2 separate regions of the Sus scrofa genome follow, and region 2 is linked to region 1. The links are chromatin contacts, called in public HiChIP or PLAC-seq maps. All regions are on one chromosome and are shown on one strand. Each heading gives the region's core, a stretch centred on a gene start, on an enhancer-like site or on the middle of the called end of the contact. The rest is flanking DNA. Distances are from core to core; before and after follow the strand shown.

Evidence for each region. HiChIP or PLAC-seq counts read pairs in DNA pulled down with a chosen protein or histone mark.
Region 2: a contact with region 1 is called in an H3K27ac HiChIP or PLAC-seq map of alveolar macrophages. The contact joins two enhancer-like sites. A contact is called at or near these places in 1 of 5 promoter capture datasets (liver) and 1 of 2 datasets of contacts at active chromatin or transcription factors (alveolar macrophages).

Annotation. Positions count from the first base shown.
Region 1 is chr7:88,527,624-88,530,962 of Sscrofa11.1, reverse strand. It overlaps MTHFD1 (C-1-tetrahydrofolate synthase, cytoplasmic), which reads right to left. Exons shown (of 27, transcript XM_021099913.1): 25 at 3,251-3,339. Among named protein-coding and RNA genes, the nearest start is that of AKAP5, 9.6 kb to the left of the region's middle. Within about 2 kb of position 1,797, at least 29 of the 83 cell types and tissues checked have an H3K27ac peak or open chromatin away from gene starts, as enhancers often do. A contact at or near this core is called in alveolar macrophages, where this site is marked.
Region 2 is chr7:88,390,749-88,394,355 of Sscrofa11.1, reverse strand. No RefSeq gene overlaps it. Among named protein-coding and RNA genes, the nearest start is that of MTHFD1, 79 kb to the left of the region's middle. Within about 2 kb of position 1,860, at least 3 of the 83 cell types and tissues checked have an H3K27ac peak or open chromatin away from gene starts, as enhancers often do. A contact at or near this core is called in alveolar macrophages, where this site is marked.

The DNA of each region.
Region 1 (3,339 bases), core at 548-3,047:
CATATTATTTTTATTTTTGCTTCAGCAACACAACACTAGGAATCAGTATCCTTTAACTTGGGCCAAGACATTTTTGTATACAATCTAGATGGTTTTATAATCACTGTTCTTACTGGTCCAATTTGGCCTCCTAAACCTGAATTTGCAGTGCTATGGATTGTATTTACACCTATTTCTTTTTCTAAAGGGCTGGCTTTGACAAACATCTATTTATATATAAATGTGTAAGGCTTGTAAGTGAACACTCGATATATTTTAATCTGTAACAAAGTTCTTTATAATGAATACACAAAAATTCCAAATCAGATCTAGACAGGAAAAGAGTTTAAACAGAACTTCTGTCGCGAGACATGTTTCTACAATATTTTCTTAGCCTCTTTGCTGAAAACTCCATCTTGTCCTGCTTTACTTTACCCCATCTTCCTGCTGGAAAAACAGTCACAGTGCTGGTAAATGACTTAAGCTTAAGAACAAAGACCTAAAGGCATAAGTTATTCATAGGGTCAGCTGAATGAGGACAAAATGCCTCGGTCTAGGCTCGCCAGACCTGTGCATATTGGCACACCGTTTGCACAAGCAGGATATGTCCTATAAGGAATAAGAGAAAGAGGAACCTCATGGCCAAGTGGTTTATGAGCTGTCATTAGCAGAATATGCATTAGCAAAGAGAACCGACGTGCAAACCTAGGCACACAGGGTCGCTGCAGATAGGCATGCGGAAGCACAGTGAGGATTCTCTGGAATGCTATGCATAGATAACTTCCTCAAATGCTAATGATTGTTATGTGCCTAAAGGTCAGAGTAAAAGCTTAACCTTCTACCAGCTAAGTGACTTTTAAAATAATAAAAGAACTCATAAAATAATAAACAAACCCTATATCTTCCACCCATAGCCCCCTCCTCACTTGACCAAATCCTAAAGAGCATAACAAAAGCAGTGTGGTTTCTAGAGGCGGCGCTCTTGGTCCCTGAGACCTTGAGTCCCCCGGTTCCCACCTTTACTTAAGATAAATGTCTCTGTGTCTTGTTTTATGTTAACTTATTTCCTTAAGTTTCACAGCACCCATGCTTCATCCCCATCCTGCTGAGCTGGACTCAGCGAACTTTAAAAATGTCATAGAAAAGGATTAGTCACCTTCCATAATACAAAACACTATTACTTTAGAAAACCCGAATCTGACATCTAGGTACCAATCAATACTCCATAGGATATACTAAGGGAGCTGACATCAGTCTCTATTCTCAAGTTCTGTAAGAAATATGCAACTGCTGAGTATGGGGACAAGTAGGAAAAAGGAAGGGCGACTGGCTGGTCCTCAGGCCACGCACAAGAGCCTAAAGATGACACTATAAAGATGAAAGACAAGGGCCCACTGATGTAGGTACACACGAGCTGTTGGCAGAAAACTCTGAAGATGGTCCCCAAAACAGTGATTAGGAGGATTTTCAGTACTTTTACTCTTTGCCAAAGAGGATTTTCCCCCCATATTGATAATCAGAAAACTTTTTTAAATGAAAAGGTCATGTGACATACACATAGGGACTTAGAAGTCATCACACCTTGCATTAACATATAAAATGCTCAAACACTCTGAGCCCTATTCAGGCCCCAACAGCAATTAGAAAGTGTGAAGAAGAGTAATTGTTAAGCCCTCTAGGTTAAGTGTGGAGATGTCTTGGTCCAAGTTGGCTTTAGACCAGAGTTTGAGTTTTAGATGAGGCAGTTTGTTTTAGACAAGAAAGTTGAGCTGGGCAGGCTGCGTTTCTCTCCGAACTGCAGGCCTGACACTTTCAGTTTTGCTTCCGTCTCTACAGTCAGCCCCTGCACGCACACATCAGAGGGGACTTTCAGCTGCCAGTCGCACTGACAGTTTTTCCAGAAACAACACACGTTTCTGTAATATTCAAGGTGCTGGGTAAATGGTTTCACATTCCTATTAAAAGAGGATTTCTACAAACCCCAAGGACTGATGAACATCATAACAGAGAGACCCCTCCTGCCTCTGGAGGGGCTGAGGGCACCAGTTTGCAGGCACCTGTCTGATCACCACTGTTATGTGATGACACTGCCCCACAGAGAGTTTTACAGGAGGAGGGTCACCTCTTTAATAACTCGCCTAAGGCCAAAAGTGGGGTTGGCCTTAGAGTTAGGTACTTTTGATTATAATACTGCTTCCTACCCCTTTCCCACTATGCTGAAAGAACAGCATAGCTCCCAAAGGCAATCCACTGGTTTCTTTTACTCATGTATTGGCTTAGTTTACTGTTTCGATCTTGTATTGCAGGAATGTACAATCTGCAGATGTCAGATACTGGGCGGATCTACGGGAAAAACCTGGGCACAGGATCAGTGATGCCTCCAAACAGCAACAATGTCCTTAAGCTTTCCTCTACCTCCCTATTAGCAATTTTCCTCTTTTAATATACATAAAAACCTTTAAGAAAGCATTTGATAATTCATCTCAAAGTATAAATAACCTCACCTTTCATATCCAAAGGTTTTGTTTATATTTTAATGGGGAAATTCTTTACTCAAAAATGCTGAATTCCCTGAATTTATTAAGGCATAAGCTCCAGGCCTATCAAGAAGACCCAGGAGGGGCAGAGCCTCCAAGGGGCTGTTGGGAGGGTTGAGCCAGCTGCGATTACATATAAGCACCACGGCCTATGAATCAGGCCCATCCTAGACTCAGTGAAGGTCATACTGCCACTGGGAGACAGAATTATTATTCAGTACAAGCAGTCATGACATCATCCTTGAATGGACACCAAGATGGTCCATGACAAGACGATTAATCATAATGGGCCCAGCTCCAACCTTCTCCTCAGCAATGAACTCTGCTAACTTGGCATTTGTGTGATGGCTGAGGCCATCGATTTACGGCTCAAGCACTGGAGTTAAGAAGCAGAGGCGAGGAGTTCCCGCTGTGCTCAGGGGTAATGAACCCGACTAGTGTCCATGGGGATGTGGGTTCGATCCCTGGCCTCACTCAGTGGGTTAAGGATCGAGCGTGGCCGTGAGCTAAGTGTAGTGTAGTAAGACACAGCTTGGATCCCACGTTGCTGTGGCTGTGGTGCAGGCCAGCAGCTGCAGCTCTGATTCTACCCTTAGCCTGGGAACTTCCATATGACACAGGTATGGCCCTAAAAAGCAAAAAAACAAATAAGTATATGTTTTTAAAAAAGCAAAAATAAAGAAAAAGAAGCAGAGGTGAATAGGTGGCCCTCCCTGCCTGCAGCACTCACTCACCGTTCCCACCAAGGGGTACAGAAAGCCAGCCCCAACGCTTGCACGGATGTCTCGAATAGGCAGGACGAAGCCCGTGGGCACGCCTTTTT
Region 2 (3,607 bases), core at 611-3,110, 140 kb after region 1:
TTTTTTCTTGCTTTTCCCTATGTCTAGATTATCCTCCCTCATGTGGAAATTTTATCCAAAGTCCTTACAGTGACCTCAGACTGGCTTGCAAGGTCTTTCCACTCTAGAGTTCCTGTCTCCTCAGACCTCATCTCCTGCTTTCTCTCTCTCTCTCATTCTAGTCACACCAGTCCCCAAACACACCATTCACACTTCTACATCAAGCCTTTGCATTTGTTGTTCCCACTTGCTGCAGCTCTCCCTCCAGCTGCCTGCAAGGATTACTCTGTCACCAGCTCTTTTGAGTTTTGCTCAAAGGTCACTTTCTTGGTGAGGCCTTACATGAGCACTCAGTTTGAAATTGCAACACCTCCCTCACCCTTCCCACATATACTGTTCCCCTTCCTGTTTTTATTTTTCTCCATAATACTTATCTCTGTCAAATATATACTGTATGATTTATTGGTTTAACTTAGTTTCTGTTCCACTCTTCTTCCCTTTTGGGTATAGATTCCATGACAATAGAGATTTTTTATCCATTTTTTTCACTGCTGAATCCTCACAGCTAGAATACTAAAATTTAGCAGAGATTCAATAAATATGTCTAAAGTACTTAAATACATTTGCAGAGTGAATGAATGGCCAAACCTGCACTGCAATGTGGTGATTCTGTTGGTTTGTTGAATGTATGAATCCACTTTTCAAGAACTGTCTCAAACACCATCTGTTTTTGGAAATTTATTTTGGTCCCTTGGGTCATATCTATTCCAGATCTTGTATTCTCCAGTTCATATAGAAAATTGTTATACTTTGTTATGGCACATATATTTTGTCTTATAATTATACTTATTAATGTAGTGAAGACACTATCTAATTTACTTGTATCCTCAGTAATTTGTAGCACTGTTATATATACTGCAGAGTACACCAAACACATATTGCATTAAAAAACAAATATAATGATAAATTTATTCTTTTGCTGTGTTAATTCTTATTCTTTTATTCTCCTCTCACTTATTCACTTAACATAGGCTTGAAAAACTCTTTTGCTTCTTTGGCATACTTTTGCTAAACTACATGACATTCATCAAACTCTGGTTCAGAGTATTATGTCAGGATTTAGAAATCTTGTATTCTAATTCTCATATGAACTGTGATTATGATCCTAAACTAGAACTTTTTAACGTAGCACAGAAATACAAAAACTTAGAAGTAGGTGCAGTGTTAAAATTGATATACCAGTTTCTCAGTCAACATTCTTTACAGGTATTTATCTTCTTCTATTTTGATATTTCCAGTGACACGGAACTTACTACCCCTCCTTCCAAAAGTCATTACATTTTCAGACAGCTCTAACTGTAAGAAAATTTTTATTTTTATTAAGCTAAAACCTATTGTCTTCTAACTTCATTTTATTGGTTGCCTTTAGATTTTCTTTCTCTATTTTCAGTTACTGTATTCTAGAGATGATTTCCTAGTACCATCATTTCAACACCTGTTACGATTCTAGTTTGATGACTCATAAGTCTTTGTGGGGTTTTTTGTCCTGAGGTTTCATGCTATGACTATATTTATATTTCAAAAGGAAGAAACTAGATGTCTTTGTATTAAAAGCTAAATGGGAAGTTTAATGTGTGTCAGCATATTTAGGATAAAGATGAAGATATCCTGGCCAAGAACTTTGAAACAGACAACATTTTTCACTCTGAAGGACTGAAAGATAGGCAGAAAATTTGGGATAAATGTCAACAGGATTTGATACATAAGGAAAAACAAATACCTGATTTAGACAGACCTCCATATTCAGTCTGCTGGGAAACTAAAACTGCATGATCCCATTATAGAAATTCCTCAGTCAGCAGTCTGTTCTTACCAGCAACAGTGTTGAATCCATACCAGCCAAGGAGGAATCTGTGAAAGTCAAGATTCAGGAAACTGGTGCAAATGAGCAATCTTGAATGTCTATAAGTGTATTGACAGATAGATGAGTTACTCTTTCAAATTTGTTTCTTTTTAAAGATCTGTATTTTGATATTAGCCAATTTGATAAACTCTGTGGCTTTGAATATTAATTTTGATTTTGTCACTATAAGCATAACATAACTATCAGGAAGTGCTTTTTTCTTTTGCTGTAGAGAAAAGATCTTCAGTAGGAAATAACAGATGCTCACTCAGCAAATGGAGCAGCTGCATCATCTTTATGAATAAAGTGTTTATGAATCATCCCAGGCTGAAGAAAAGCGTAGGGAACAGAGAAGACTCTTGAAATATATCTGAAAGGAAAAATTGCTTTCAGTGAGTTTTTTAAAAGAAAGACTTGGCTTAGATTTAAAAAGAGAGAATTTCCTGAATCATAAATATTAATTTGGGCAAAGGAAATTATCATATATTATTGTAATGTTAATAACTTAATTTTGCTTATTACAGAGAGCTGATAAAACTATTTATATTTCACCAAAGATTGGAAAAGTAAAGAAAAACAGTTGTAAATCCTTCATGATGCCTCTATCTTTACCAAAAATCCTTCCCTTTTTCATATCTTGTACTTTTTCATTGTGTACATATTTGATAGTTGCTGTGAGATCATTTATATATAATTCTTAATGTACTTAAAAAGCAATTATAGGAAAAGGAACTCAAAGTAATGGCTCTAATAGTAGAATTTCAGGCACTGTGGTACCTACATGTGGTAGGTGTTGGGAGGAGGCCTTTGATGATATCCTTCAGTAATGACCATGTAGATCATTGTATTTATTTTTAATTTTTATTTTTAGATCATTTTATTTTTAGATCAAAGTTTTTATACTTTTCCTTTCCTTCCATCTGTAAAGGCAAAGTCATTGCTAAAATAGGATAGGAAGTAGAATGTGGTATCATTTATTTTCAGGAGAGCCTGATATTATTTACTGTCTTCTCAGAAGACTGCCCATCTTACTTAAACCTATGTTACTGTTTGTGTTGTTGTTTTGGTTTGGTTTTTTGGCTGCACTGGCAGCATATGGAAATTCTCAGGCTAGGGATCAAACCTGTGCTGGAATTGTGGCCTGTGCCACAGCTGTGGCAATTCCAGATTCTTAATCCACTGTGCCACAAGGGTATTTCTTATGTTATGCTGTTTTGACAATAGTTATGCAGTCTCATTTCATGTCATTTGCTCTCTATATTATCTATTACTGTATAACAAATTACCCTAAAACTCAGCAGCTTAAAACAAGAAGTATTATCTCATACAGTTTCTAGGGTCAGGAATTCAGGAGCAGCCTAGTTGGGCTGGATGGTTGTGGCTGCAGATTTCTTGTGAGGTTGCGGTTAAACTGTTGGCTGAGGCTGCAATCAACTGAATGCTTGACTGGGCTGCCCTTAGACCTCTCCGTAGGCCTGCTAACACCACAACAGCTAGCTTTCCCTGGAAAGTTTATTTGTTTTGCTCCTCACTGGCTTATTTATTCATTCATTTGATATTCATTGAGTGACCATTAAAAAAAATTTGCAGCACTTTCCTTGTGAAAGACAATGATGTCTACTTTTGCCACTTCTATTCAACATAGTACTAGAAATTCTAGCCAGAGCAATTAAGCAAGATAAAGAAATTTTATTTTATCTAATTTTATTTTATTGTCTTTTGAGA